3 separate regions of the Mus musculus genome follow, and regions 1 and 3 are each linked to region 2. The links are chromatin contacts, called in public Hi-C and capture Hi-C maps. All regions are on one chromosome and are shown on one strand. Each heading gives the region's core, a stretch centred on a gene start, on an enhancer-like site or on the middle of the called end of the contact. The rest is flanking DNA. Distances are from core to core; before and after follow the strand shown.

Region 1 (4,175 bases), core at 1,242-3,741, 700 kb after region 2:
ATGGCAGGTATTCTGAAGAACTCTACTGGCCTGGTAGACTGGCTGCGTGAGACACTCCACATGAGGGGCTAACAATACCAGCGCGTCCCTAAACATGCATCCTATAGAAAATAACACAGATCACCAATGAGAAACTGGGTACAGTCAAAGCGGAAACAGATGTTAAAAAACTATAAGATTTGCATCAGGGTGATTCTTCAGGCAGAAAATGAACTAAGTCTGGAAGAACAATGTTGCAGTGGAAGCCATGGGAGCCATTGGTGGAAGGGCTTCCTGCTGACCAGTGGAAGAGGCCAATATGATCACAGTGTCTGAGGCTTGATGTGAATTAAATGTTCTGTGATGCAGAAAACATACAAACAAAAAACTAAAGTAAATTTAGTTTTCATTGCCTCTTGTAATTGCTATGCTAAATTATCTAATTGTCCAAATTCCTAATAGTAAAGATTTACAGTGAGCTTTAGAAAGTTTGCCAGAGTTGCAAATGGGTCTCTTTGTTTGTGGTTCTGTTGTGCTCCTCTGTGTACCTGTTGCTGTAATGCGCTTCCCACAGAGGAAGGGAGCGGCTCCTTCGTGAAGCGGCTGTTTACTGCTGCCGCACATTCCTCGCAGCTCAGGCTTCTTAAGTTCCCTTCCTGGAGAATTTTTTAAATGACCACATTTTAGTCTATTTGTTTTGTCTATGCTTATGTTGGGTGCGTGTGTGCCTCAGCATGTGGAGGTCTAGGAACAGGTTGCAGGGATGGGTTTTCTCCGTCTACCATGTGGGTCCCACAGATCCAACTTAGGCTGTGGACTGACAGGCGCTGCTGAGTGGTGATCTTGCGCATAAATTTGTTTATACTTGGAATTGTTAAGCAACCTTTAAAAAAAGGTATTTTGTTGAGTGTGTTAAATACATAAATTCAGCCAGGAGGAGTGATGCACACTTATAATCCCTACACCAGGGAGGGGAGGCAGCAGCAGGAGGGTTATTCCAAATTGGAGGTCTGGGAGGGATCCATACTGAGTTCAAGGGCTGCCTGGAATATAGAGTGAAACCCTGAGTCATAAAAGCAGTGTGTGTTACCTTTTATGTAAATAAGCAAAGTGACGTCATCCCAAACGTGCTCCTCAGCCTTCCCCTGCTTTCCTGACTCTAACTGCATAAGAGCCCATCGAGTCTCGGAACTATCAAAGAACTGAATATCCCTGTGCTGTTTTCTCATGCAGAACTAGGAGTCTTGTTAGTAGGTACTTTAGTAACAGAGTGACAAAGTGCTCGTGTTCTGCACATTGCTGCTGTCTACTTAGCAGTACTGGTGCTTGTTCTCAGGTTTTTAACAGTCCCCACTACTTTTAAAGAATGGCCATGCTGCAGCTTCCACGGCCTGACATGGGCTTCCGGATTATTTTTTTGTCTTTGACCCTTTGAACAAAGCCACTCTTGGGCATATGTGTAAGTGTAGTGATAGTGCCTTGTGTGAGAGTCTCAAGAAAGGATTCTGGGTCAGAATTAGTAGTCATTGCATTGATGCTAGCTGCTACTAGATGGATTTACAAAAGGATGGAGGTTCGTTGTGTCTGTTGTTACTAGCCATACCAAATATTAATCCTATGGGGGGGGTGATGGATTTATTTTCTGAATTTCTATGTACTTTTCTAAAGTCTCTCACATTGTTTCTTATACACACGTGCACGCAGGCACACACACGAGGCAAAGAATTATTTCAAAATGAGTGACTTTAAAATACTCTAACAAGTCAAAGTAATTTTTAGTATTGTAGGGAATTTCTGTAAACATTCTGTATGGCTTTTACCTTGGGTGGGAAAGTGGAATTGTTCAATCTGGGATTCGTTCCTGCAGTGTGTAACATGGAGTGAGCGTTCAGCAAGATTAATTGCAAGGCCAAGGAAATACGTCATCATTTTTCTGGTCTCAGCATCCTCTTTTCATTTGGTGTAATTCATTATCTCTTAATACTGTTCATGTTTGTCCATCAATTGATAACGAAGCTTAGGGATCAGACAGTGGTTCACACACCTTTGTAAATCAGACCATGGGGGATAATGTATTGTCTGCCTTACATTCATGAAGTGTGTGATTTGGCCCTGAAAAGCCATCTCTTGCTAGATCAGAAGAGGTAAGGCAGAGTAAAGCTACTGTGTAGGATTAGCCCCTAAGGTGAATTATCTCATATAAACTTCGTTTCCCACCTCTCCTAATGAGCATTGCATAATAGCATAGCTCTGTTTTTTGGTGAAGCTAACCTGATTCTAACTCTAGTCTTTGAGGCCCTCAGCTGAATGAATTGCTTGGTATTTCCAAGTTTGAAAATACTTTCTTCCCCTTTCAAGTGTTCCTTGGCAGCAGCTAAGGAATGTTAAAGCTGCTTTAAGTGCCAATTAAGGCCAATTATAACCTGCCTGGCCTGCTGAGACAGTGGAGTTAGTGGAGGCCTGTGTTGTTGTACGATGAGGAACTGCCTGCAGCCAGCGATGGGAGCATAGAATTTCATAACTGCCAAGGGCTTGTTTGTTCTCAGAGCACGGGATGACTGACACTTGTGCTGTTCAGGAAATCCCGGGGTCTGTGAAGGACAGACTAGTTTATGTAGTACTGACTTACATGGTACTCTTACTCTTTGGTTTCTTCAGAAGCTGCCTGACACCTGGATTGTAATCGGTGATAGAGCAGACTTCCTGAGTTCCTGGCTGTGTACTTGGTATTGCAGTGCATGCACTGTTTAATTTACACTCTTCCTGTAGGAGGAGGCATGATGCTAGGTGAATCCAGATCCTTTCCCTTGAGTTGGAACTGTTAGACCGGTCCCTCTGGCTGCTCTGAGTGCTGGTTCCCAGGAGAGGGGGACGGCTCCGTGACTCTTAGCCACAGTGGAATGGCAATGTGTGTGTCCTTGTAACTATGGTAATGTGTGTCCTTGTAACTATGGCACTTACAGAATTTTTGGTCTGGAAGGATGTTATTTACTTTCATTAAAATCATCTTTTAGTAAGTAATTTTCATCTTTTTAGTAAGGTGCCCTAATGATTTCCATAAGAAAAGATATGTGACAATCAAAACCAAAAAGTATACAAAAAGCTTTCTGAGCACTGTTGGGAAATAATTTAAGCAATAGTAATGCTTTTCAAGAAGAGCAAAGCTAGGACTGGCCGAAACAGAATTTTCTACAGAGCACTGAGAGCATTGAGTGTTTTAAGCTTTAGTATGAACTTTAGTCTTAATTTTTGTGTTTATGTACAGCTTGTCAGTGTAAAAAATTATGTTCTCCTCAGTCTTCACTATCCCGCCTGCTTTCTCTCACATAGTAAAAGCACAAGCTCAAAGTTATTTCTCTTAGGTATGAACATGTCTGCATCCCAGCTGCCCTGAAGGCTGAAGTAGGAGGTCAGAAGTTTTAGGGCTAGCCTCATTATTAGCAAGACTGTCTCAAAATAAAGTAGGCAGTAAGCAGACTACAGGGATCTTCCCTAGCCAGGCACAGGGCCCTCAGTCCCAGAGCAGTCATAGATTGCCTGCTTTCAGGATCTTTTTTTCTTACTAGCACTGTCACCATATACAGAAGGGGACATTAGAAAGGCACACACACACACACACACACACACACACACACACACACTAAAAACACAAGTGGATAATGGCTGTTCTTAAATTGTTCATTTTTTAGATATAGTGAGATGGAAATTAAAACTACTTTGAGATAGCATTCCCTCTCCCCAGTCAGAGTGGCTATCACCAGTCAATCTCAACAGTTGGTGAAGCGTGTTTGGAGAGAAAGGGATCCTCACACACGGTTGGTGAGTGTGCAGACAGCCGTGGGGAAAGTCCGTGTGGAGATGTCTCAAAAAAAGGAAAGGAAAAGAACTACCACGTGACCACACTGTTTTACTCCTGAGCACACACACACCCAGAGAGCTCCACACCCAGGTAGAGAGTGTGACACTCCAGAGTTAATTTAGAACTTGTGTTTCACGGTTTCTCTTTTTCTTTTGCCTTCTGGTAAAATCATTTGCATCAGAGTAATTCATGACTTGGTGCTCTCCCCTCTCCCCCTCTCACTTTTGCTCTTTTGGTCACTCACACACCCAGTCATACAGGATTTATGTTATCTTTCCCCCTCTTTTCACATTTAAAAAGTGCTCATTCTGATGTTCCAAGCTTCTGAGCTGTTGTT
Region 2 (4,525 bases), core at 1,451-3,950:
TTTCCAGTTAGAGGGTTCTGTCATCTTGCCCTCTTCCTATGGGAGAGTTCCATCCACACTCAGTGCTGATATTTCTCCAGTTCCCTGTACTTTACTGCTCTCTGGGTACCTCCAAGTCCAATCAGCTGGACAGTCAAGACTAGCTAGAGCAGCGTCTAATGTTAGCCAACTTGAACACACTGCTCTAGATCCTCTTACATTATCTCCTATTCATACTAGTAGAGCTGCCTGGTGCTTTAAATGGGAAATATTTGGCTTCTTTAAGGGGGCTATACCATATGCAATGTAAGAACAGATTCTAAAGTTGGCTATCCTAGATTGAAGCTTGCATTTTATTATTTTTTGAATGGAAAATACATTTGTTTTGCTACAAACCTGTAAGCAGCTTTAGAAACGGGAGAAGCAATGTTTGCAGTAGAGTGAGAAATCAGCAAGGTGCCCAGCAGGACCAAGGTGAAAGTTGACACCACTGGGTAGACAATCAGCAAGAGAGAGAGAGAGAGAGAGAGAGAGAGAGAGAGAGAGAGAGAGAGAGAGAGAGAGAGAAACACCCTGCACATATGCACACACAAAATCAAATAAATAAGAAATGTTATATGGAATAACATTTTCAGGAGATGTCAACCAAAGGCTTCACTGTGCGCACTGTGCTGGAGGTCACCTGTGAATGTCCCCATTCTCTTTCAGCAAAGTAAAGCAGACAGCTGCTGTGCCATGCGTCCTGAAATTTGAGGTTGGCAGCTGATGCCTCTTCTGCAGAGATGCCCTTTTCTCTTTGAAGTCTTTGCCCTTCTTTGCCACGGTGTGATCACTGTGGAAAGCATCCATGGCCCCAGCCTTTGAAGCCATCTTGCTTTGGATGCAGTTCAGAGTCCAGCTCTTTCATGTTTGGACTTCTGGGTTCACCTCCAGCGCCACCTCTACTCTTTATTACCTTGGAAGTCATAGTGCCCATTAGTGTCTTGCTTGTATGAAACAGAAACTCACTTTAGTTGATGGAAATGTGTACAAGATGAGCTCCGGCCAGACTCCAATTGTACAGATACAGCAACAGTGCAAAGAAGCAGGCTGAATCACAGACACATCTCCAGTGACCTGGAGTGGCAAGAGGTAGCCACTGTCTGTAATCAGTCAAATATATATCATGGTCTGTGCATGGATGCATGTGGTCTCTCTACCTGAGTGGACGGTAGGCACTTTGTGATTCATATTCACAAAATAAAACTGTAGCATCCCCCCAAACTCCACCAATGTCTTTTTTATAATGAGCTCTTTATCCCCAAATATTGTCATCAAAACACACACCAGCACCATTACTGTCCTCTCAGACTGACATCTAGTCCACCAGCAAACCCTTTCCCCAGTTATTGCAGCATCTGGTTCACTAGCAAACACTCTCCATGGTTACTTCATCCTGCATGCCGATTCTGGGTACTTTTCAACTCCAGTGTGAACATTAATGCTTGTCGTAGTCAGAGTTTCTATTTCTGCACAAACATCATGACCAAGAAGCAAGCTGGGGAGGAAAGGGTTTATCTGTCTTACACTTCCATACTGCTGTTCATCACCAAGGAAGTCAGGACTGGAACTCAAGCAGGTCAGGAAGCAGGAGCTGATGCAGAGGCCATGGAGGGATGTTCTTTACTGGCTTGCTTCCCCTGGCTTGCTCATCCTGCTCTCTTACAGAACCCAAGACTACCAGCCCAGAGATGGTCCCACCCACAAGGGGCCTTTCCCCTTGATCACTAATTGAGAAAATGCCTTACAGCTGGATCTCATGGAGGCATCTTCCCAACTGAAGCTCCTTTCTCTTTGATAACTCCAGCTGTGTCAAGTTGACACAAAACTAGCCAGTACAATGCCTTCTGTCCTAACTGAGTCTTTGCAGTGACACTTTTATCCCAGTTTCAATTCTTACCATGGACACAACACTGTTATACATGAGGCAACCAGAAGAATTATTTGTTAAAACCAAAAACCAAAGAATAGTAACATACCTATTCTCCTTGCACCCATTAATGATTTTCTGTTACATTAAATATAAAATCCAACAGCCTTGATCTTGGCCTACAACATTATCAGAACCCTGGGACATGTGCCCAAATGTACAGAGCAGCATTCTGCTTGAGGCATGTGTGCTAACCACTTGATTTCATTCAATGAAACTTATTCATGTCTCAGGACCCTGGCACCTCCTGTTATCACCCTTTGGCCTAGAACACTGTTTACATGACAATTTACATGTTGGGACCAGCATCTCAAGAAGTATTTTCACCTACATGATATCATGGAGACCCGTATACACATTGTATTTCTTCCCTCTTCCTTTCTGTCTCTCACACTTGCTGACATCCAGGACCAGGATGGCATGCCTGGGTTTGTCTGTGGAATATAAACTCCACGAAGGCAGGACATGTATTGTTGGCACATAACAAATAGTGAGTAAATACTGAAAGAAATCAGGGATTGGTATGGGGGCCAACTCTAGGTTATTCAGTACCAATTTTCTATTCAATCTCAGAGATTTTCCTGTATCTAGGTTATCTGATGCCCATCCCTTGACCAGGGACAAATAAGGTTACACATTGAGACTGTGGGAAATGAAACTTTGTGGTTTTCAGAAGGAAGCATGAGTAATCTAGCCAAGAGAAAGAAGGATGCCAGTCACAAGAGCAAGTGCTGTTTTTGTGTGATTGCCAAATGAGATTTGTGTGAGGATGTATGCAGTACTGTGTGACTCCTGCCATGCAGGATACAGGGAGTGGTGGCACTAAGAGAGTGGTATGGGAATCCTGCTATCTAGGACATGCAAAATGGAACTATGGATTCATAGTGGGAGTGACTCCCTTGAAAAGGTACAATGGAAGAAGTATAGACATCATCATATTGTTTTGAGGACTAAGAAATTAGTACCCTTATCGGGTAGCTTAAAAATTGGCTATTATTAGACTACTTCTAATGATTGCTTTGGAGATGACTAGACATTACTAGTGCTTGCCAACACACAACTCTTAAAGGGGGTGAAGAGGAAGTACTCACTTGCCTGTCCCTTTATCCCTTGACAGAAAGAAGCCCTAGAGTCTCACTTCCCCCTTTTTCCCCAAGTGAACACAAGCAGAGATATTTCAGGTTGTGAAACTACAATGAGACCACAGCCCTGAGGAGTGCATAGAGAACATTCAAGGAAACCCGCTGTGCCACCAGAGTCCCTGAGCCTTCCTCACCCAATCAAGTGATCACTGAATAGATGTCGCCAACTTAGATACTAGGTGTCCCTCTGTAAAGAGTACAGCTGTTTCTTCATTCTAGTGTTACTTGTGGGTTCAGTAAATAATATAAACCTATGTTATTGCCAAACTTGATGTCTATATATAGCCAAACCTCTTTGGAAATAATAAATGAACCAATGAAGTTACATATGTGTTAAGTCTGTGCCGTCTGGTGATGGTTGCGTGCCGAGTAACCAAACAAGTACTCTAGAATCACACTGTAGCACGTGCTGCAGGGACAATGGACTGGTGCTGAGCAACAATTCAGCCTAGCTTTGCTAAGGGAAGCAGAGACTCAAGGAGGGCTTCCATGAGGAGTTGACATGGTAGTCTTGTTCAATTGTACTTCACAGTTTACACACTCCTCCTCCTTTGAGTGCTAAAGAAGACTGAAGGTGAACAAGTCTTAATAGCCATGTTTTTTCCTTTGGATGTGAAGGCCAGGTTGCTGTGTGTGTTCAGGATTATCCTAAAGGCCAGAGCTGGGGATTGGCTGAGCAGCACAATGAGCTCAGTTGTCTTACTCCCTTTTTGTAGGGAAGGTGATTTGTATTCAGGGCTTGACAGGTAGAGCATATGGATGTGAGTTGTTACTTCAAGATGAACTTTTTCAATAATGCACCCAATTTACTCTGTATGCATGACTATCACTGTCCTTAAGGATAAAACAGAATTATATGTACTTACTGGGCCATTGTAGGTTTCAGTTGAGGTGAGATGTTCTATCAGCATGTGACAGATTGTTTAACAAGGCATTCAAACATGGTCTAGACCAGTGGTTCTCAACTTGTGGGTTGTGATTCCTTTGTGTGTCACATAGCAGATATTTATATTATGACCCATAACAGTAACAAAATTACTGTTATGAAAAAGCAGAGAAATAGTTTTATGGTTGGGGGTCACCACAGCATGAGGAACTGTACCACATGGTTGCAACATTAGTAAGGTTGAGAACCAATGCTCTCGGTACCGAGAATCTAGGCGTCAATGAAGTCTTTGCTTTTGTGTCAGGTCCAGATTAGGAAGCAGCAATGAGTATGTTCAGGCAAACCTATTTCCTTCCACCCAGACTCTATCACCCTTCGCACAAGTTCACTGACTTTATCAGTTGAGACAGTGATACGTTATAATAAAGAGGATTCTTATGAACGAAAGAAAACTTTATCAGGAGAAACAATTTACATTCATGAAAATTTGGGATGCTTAATCTAGAGCAAATACAGCACGGAGGGCAGCTGTGGTCAGAGTTTTCTAAC
Region 3 (4,408 bases), core at 526-3,025, 620 kb after region 2:
GCTTCTTATGGGTCCTTTCTGGCTTCTGAAACTCTACAGATAGTCCAAATTGAACACAGAAATCTATATATCTAAACCATGAGAAATGTATAAATTCAAATATGAGAAAGAATGTGCTGAACAAATTTTTCTTGTAAAAGAATACCAAGAGTTTCAAATGATTTATGCAAATAATGTACTCTTGAGGAGGGAGAATATAACTAATTACCTGTCCCTTAACTGTTAGCTGTACATAGTGATTTCCTTCAGAGGAGTTTTATATGGAAATGGAGAAAACAGTTTTGATATTATCCTAAGCAGTGATTTCTTAAACTATGGCTTCAAATGTGCCCTGAAATAAAATAAAAAACAGCTGAGTGTGGTGGCACACACCTTTACTCCCAGCACTTGGGAGGCTAAAGCAGGCAGATCTCTGTGAGTTTGAGGCCAGCCTGGTCTACAGAGCAAGTTCCCAGACAGCCAAGACTGTATAGAGAAATATTGTCTCCAGAAACCGAAACCAACCAAATAAACAAAAGTACTACCATACTCTATTGTAATCTTACTCTGGGTATATAGCCAAAGGAACAACAACAAAAAGTATGTCCTGTACGAGAATATGGGGTATGTGTACAACAGAATAGTTATCTACCTTTAAAGGAACTCCTTCCTGTTCCCATAGTACAGGCACAGAAAGACAAATATTATCTAACTTCATTTCATGTTGAATATAAGGAAACTGAACATAAAGAACCAGCACCGTGGTCGTTGTCAGGCTCTGAGAGTTGGGGGAGGGAATAGGACAACAAGCATGCCAAGAGTTCTGACAGCTTTCAACTCTGATGAACACGATACATTCAGAGGGTCTGTGCTTGTAAGGTCCAGTGACTGCAATTAGTAACATGTATGTGAAAGTCACTAGGGAGGATCTTCAGTGTTCTCATCACACAAAACATGATGAACAGGGAGGTGGTGGTATGTTCCTTCGTTCCATTTTAATCATAGCAAATGCACATGAATTGTACCATGATCACACAGTAAGTATATACAATTCTATTTGCTGCACAGACCTTAAAAAAATATATTTTCTGGAAGAAAATAAATAAAATAAAATACAACCTGTTGGTATTACTTCATTAGCTGTGACAAATGTACCATATTTATTTAATAACCTAGGGGAGTGGGCAGTGAGATGGCTCAGTAGTAAGTGCCTGAAGACCTGAGTTCAGTCTCTGACCAACATGATAGAAGGACATAACTCACTCTCTCAAATTGTTCTTTAACTTCCGGAGATGACCCTGATGCCAGCCCTCATTAAAGAAACAAACAACAAGATAAATATTAGAAATTTAGAAAAGAAGTTACAGGAGAAACTGGCTGTGGGGCTTTTGAGAACATGCTATACAGTCTTTGTTACGTGTTTGTTTGTAAATTAAGTATAAAGAAATGATTCTGTCCAGGATAAGAGTTGATAATTCAAGTTTAATTTCGCCGTGCTGAGAGCCTGAAGGAAGGGAAGTAGCATTCTGCGCTGATTCTCAGCTGATGCTCATGGAAAGCGGGGTGTTTCTTCCGTGGCAGTTGTCTTATAAAACTGTAGCACTGAGTTTGCAGAACCCAAGAAGCAGCACCCCAAATGTCCTCCCTGGAATTTCCTACTGGCATGACTTTTCCCTTGCTTCAGCCCAGCAGCAGTCCCTTGAGTGGCATTTGCTGTCCTAGTTAATCAGAGGATAAGAGAAATGAAGAACTCTCCTCTTCCCCCTCCCACGGAGTCTCAATGGGCACAGGAAATGTAGGTCACGTTGCATCACATAGAGAGGAGTGAACAGGAAGGTATTTAGGAAGTGCTGCTAGCCCTCTTTCCATTCACTCTTCAGAAATGGAGCTTGAGCTTAGTTATGATGAGACATAGGAACCAGGGGCTTGTATTCATGTTATCATCCTAGAGTGTTGTGCTTCCAATCTGGGATAAAAACATCTGAATCTTTCTACACTGAGTGTGTTTAAATGACATAAGCCAGCTACGGGAGGTCACTTTGTCTCTACATTTTTATTGTCACATTGTAGAAAATTTTTATTGACTTAATCAGGTTTGAATTATTGAAGCTGTCCTCATTTCCACACAAAAATCACTTGGTAATCATGTCCCTCTAATAATATATCTTGAAAATGACATGTAATCATAGGCTCAGTGGAACCTTGAGTAGCAGACAAAAACCACACTCTCATTCTTAACTCATAAAGCATGCTCTTCATGGCTCTCTGCTTTAAATGAAACATCTTATGTAATTTAAAATACAACAAAACCTTTAAACATTGTTTAAATTGTTTCTTACACAGTGTATGTATTGCTGACTCCTTTGTGAGACATCCACATTGGCTGACAAAATGTGCGTTGACATTGTCACCAACAGTAAATCTGAGAGCCAGAACAAGGCTAGTATTCTGTTTCTACTTCCTCATTATCTCTACATCTCTATCAAGATAATCAATCTACTTAGGTTCAGAAAGTCAGACAATAAAATGTTTTAAAAGGCTTGTGTGCTTCTATCTGTAGCACAGTATCAAAACCTGGAAACTTACAGTGGCAGGCAGCACTTGAACCGTGATTCTGTCACTTGAGTATTTTCAAGTAGTCACTTTTCCAGACCAGATGCACAACCACCTTAACCCTGCAGATGTCGCCTTGTGCTGTCCCTTAGGCTGGCCTGTACTCAGTACCTCCCAGCTCCTACCTTCCAGCCACCTAGTTTCCAACCTTATAATTTTGTCATTTTCATACTGTTGAATAACATTTAAAATTGGCTTTTCCTTCAATATTTAAGAATCTCATTTTTAAAAAACCATTTATGATTAAAATTTAAAAGAGATTTCTTAAAATTGTTTCCCAGCATTTGATTTTTTTCTAGCTCAAGTACTGCAAACTCTGCAGTGCCATATTTGACCAGAATGTAAAGTCAAATATACCAGCACATTGCCAATTATAGCATAAACTTTTGTCTTGCTGTTTAAGATGACACCCTTTATAAAGTTAAGGGGAAAGGTACTCTAGGAAAAGTTTGCCCTGCTAACAAGCAGGTACTATGATTGAAGATTGAACAGGAATTAGAAATCCAAAAGGATATTTAATTATGTGTGTAATACAGAGGTAAAGTATGACCGTATTTATGTTCTCTTTCATCTTGGAAAATCTCCAAAGGAGAGGGTTTTTATTTTGTTTTTGTTTTTTGTTTTTGTATAATGATACTTAAATGAATGGCAATAAAATAGTTACATTAATTGTTTATTGTATAGTGGAACTTGTGTCATGGAATTGCTCTGTATAATTAGTGTGAAAGGTCACTATGAAATCAGGCTGGTAAAATTCTTTGAATGTGTTTGTGAATAAGACATGGAATGCTATGGGTAGGTGAAGTCTGTGTTCAGATGGCCTCAGAAGGAACAAATCTTTCTCAGACGTCTATCTGTTGTCTTACAAAATATAGGGAGTATTCTGGGATCTGTAGAGGAGGGCACATTAATGTTTGGTTACAAATAAGACCATATGGCCAAATGAACCTGAGAGCTGTACAAGTAGATAGATGGTAGGTCACTAGTGCCAGCCTGTGTCTGCAGCTCCTTAGTTCAGTGAAGGAGATCCATCTTGACCAGAATTCATGATCCAAAAGGCAGTCAGCAAAGATTCTTAGGAGTGGGAAAGCACTGGCTTCTAACATTTCAGATAGTTTACTTCAAAGGTCGGACAGCACCCTTTGTAATGAAGCCACTCTGTGAGCCCCGCTGTTTTTTGCAGGCAGAATGATGCCAGAACTTGAGGGATTATTGGGATAGGGAAGGGAAACAAGGGGAAGGACCATCAACCATATATCAGTCACTGTGTGAAATGTGTATGTACATTCATTCATATGATTATCTGGAAAATCACATTAGTGACATTCACTGATTGACAGACCCAAAGTAAACAGCACACATAACTTTTATTTTTATAGTAAAGAAGCCAATTTTCTGGTCTGATTTATGTAGAAGATCTGTTGCTTCCTAAGTATGAGTATGTGATGTAGATGTGTATGTGTGTGTGAGTGTGTTTGTATGTATATACATACATGTATATGCAGACATACATATATTTGTGTATAGAGAGAAAATTTAAAGAATGTTATGTCTGTTAACTAATATATATATACTTATGAGGCATTAGTTCATATTTTATGCCTCAGCCAGGTAGCTGCAAAGAATATTGGGAATTTCATTCAATTCATGTGCTGAGGAAGAAGTATGGTTTCAGAGCCAAGCATGATAGCTCATTTCTCAGGAAGCGGAGACAGGCCTATCACACAGTGAGTTAAAGACCATCCTAGGCTATATTGTAATTTCCAGACCAGTTTTGGTTAAAGAGTGAGGCCCTGTCTTAAAACAAGAACCACCA

What was found. Hi-C and Micro-C count contacts between places; a contact is called where the count stands out from the background. Capture Hi-C pulls out chosen DNA fragments and counts their contacts.
Region 1: a contact with region 2 is called in a Hi-C map of peritoneal macrophages, with 4 times the contacts expected there. The contact joins two enhancer-like sites. A contact is called at or near these places in 1 of 484 Hi-C or Micro-C datasets (peritoneal macrophages), 4 of 115 datasets of contacts at active chromatin or transcription factors (embryonic stem cells, microglia and stem cell-derived neural progenitor cells) and 1 of 9 other capture datasets (embryonic stem cells).
Region 3: a capture Hi-C map of bone marrow-derived macrophages shows a contact between it and region 2, with 7 times the contacts expected there. The contact joins two enhancer-like sites. A contact is called at or near these places in 1 of 115 datasets of contacts at active chromatin or transcription factors (microglia) and 1 of 9 other capture datasets (bone marrow-derived macrophages).

What each region holds. Positions count from the first base shown.
Region 1 is chr14:14,062,495-14,066,669 of GRCm38.p6, forward strand. All of the region lies in intron 4 of Atxn7 (ataxin 7), which reads left to right. It also overlaps the pseudogene Gm31222. Among named protein-coding and RNA genes, the nearest start is that of Atxn7, 52 kb to the left of the region's middle. Within about 2 kb of position 2,492, at least 81 of the 459 cell types and tissues checked have an H3K27ac peak or open chromatin away from gene starts, as enhancers often do. A contact at or near this core is called in peritoneal macrophages, where this site is marked.
Region 2 is chr14:13,358,736-13,363,260 of GRCm38.p6, forward strand. It overlaps a transcript of Synpr not described here. Among named protein-coding and RNA genes, the nearest start is that of Gm5087, 76 kb to the left of the region's middle. Within about 2 kb of position 2,701, at least 63 of the 459 cell types and tissues checked have an H3K27ac peak or open chromatin away from gene starts, as enhancers often do. A contact at or near this core is called in bone marrow-derived macrophages, microglia and peritoneal macrophages, where this site is marked.
Region 3 is chr14:13,979,721-13,984,128 of GRCm38.p6, forward strand. It overlaps a transcript of Atxn7 not described here. Among named protein-coding and RNA genes, the nearest start is that of Thoc7, 21 kb to the left of the region's middle. Within about 2 kb of position 1,776, at least 59 of the 459 cell types and tissues checked have an H3K27ac peak or open chromatin away from gene starts, as enhancers often do. A contact at or near this core is called in bone marrow-derived macrophages and microglia, where this site is marked.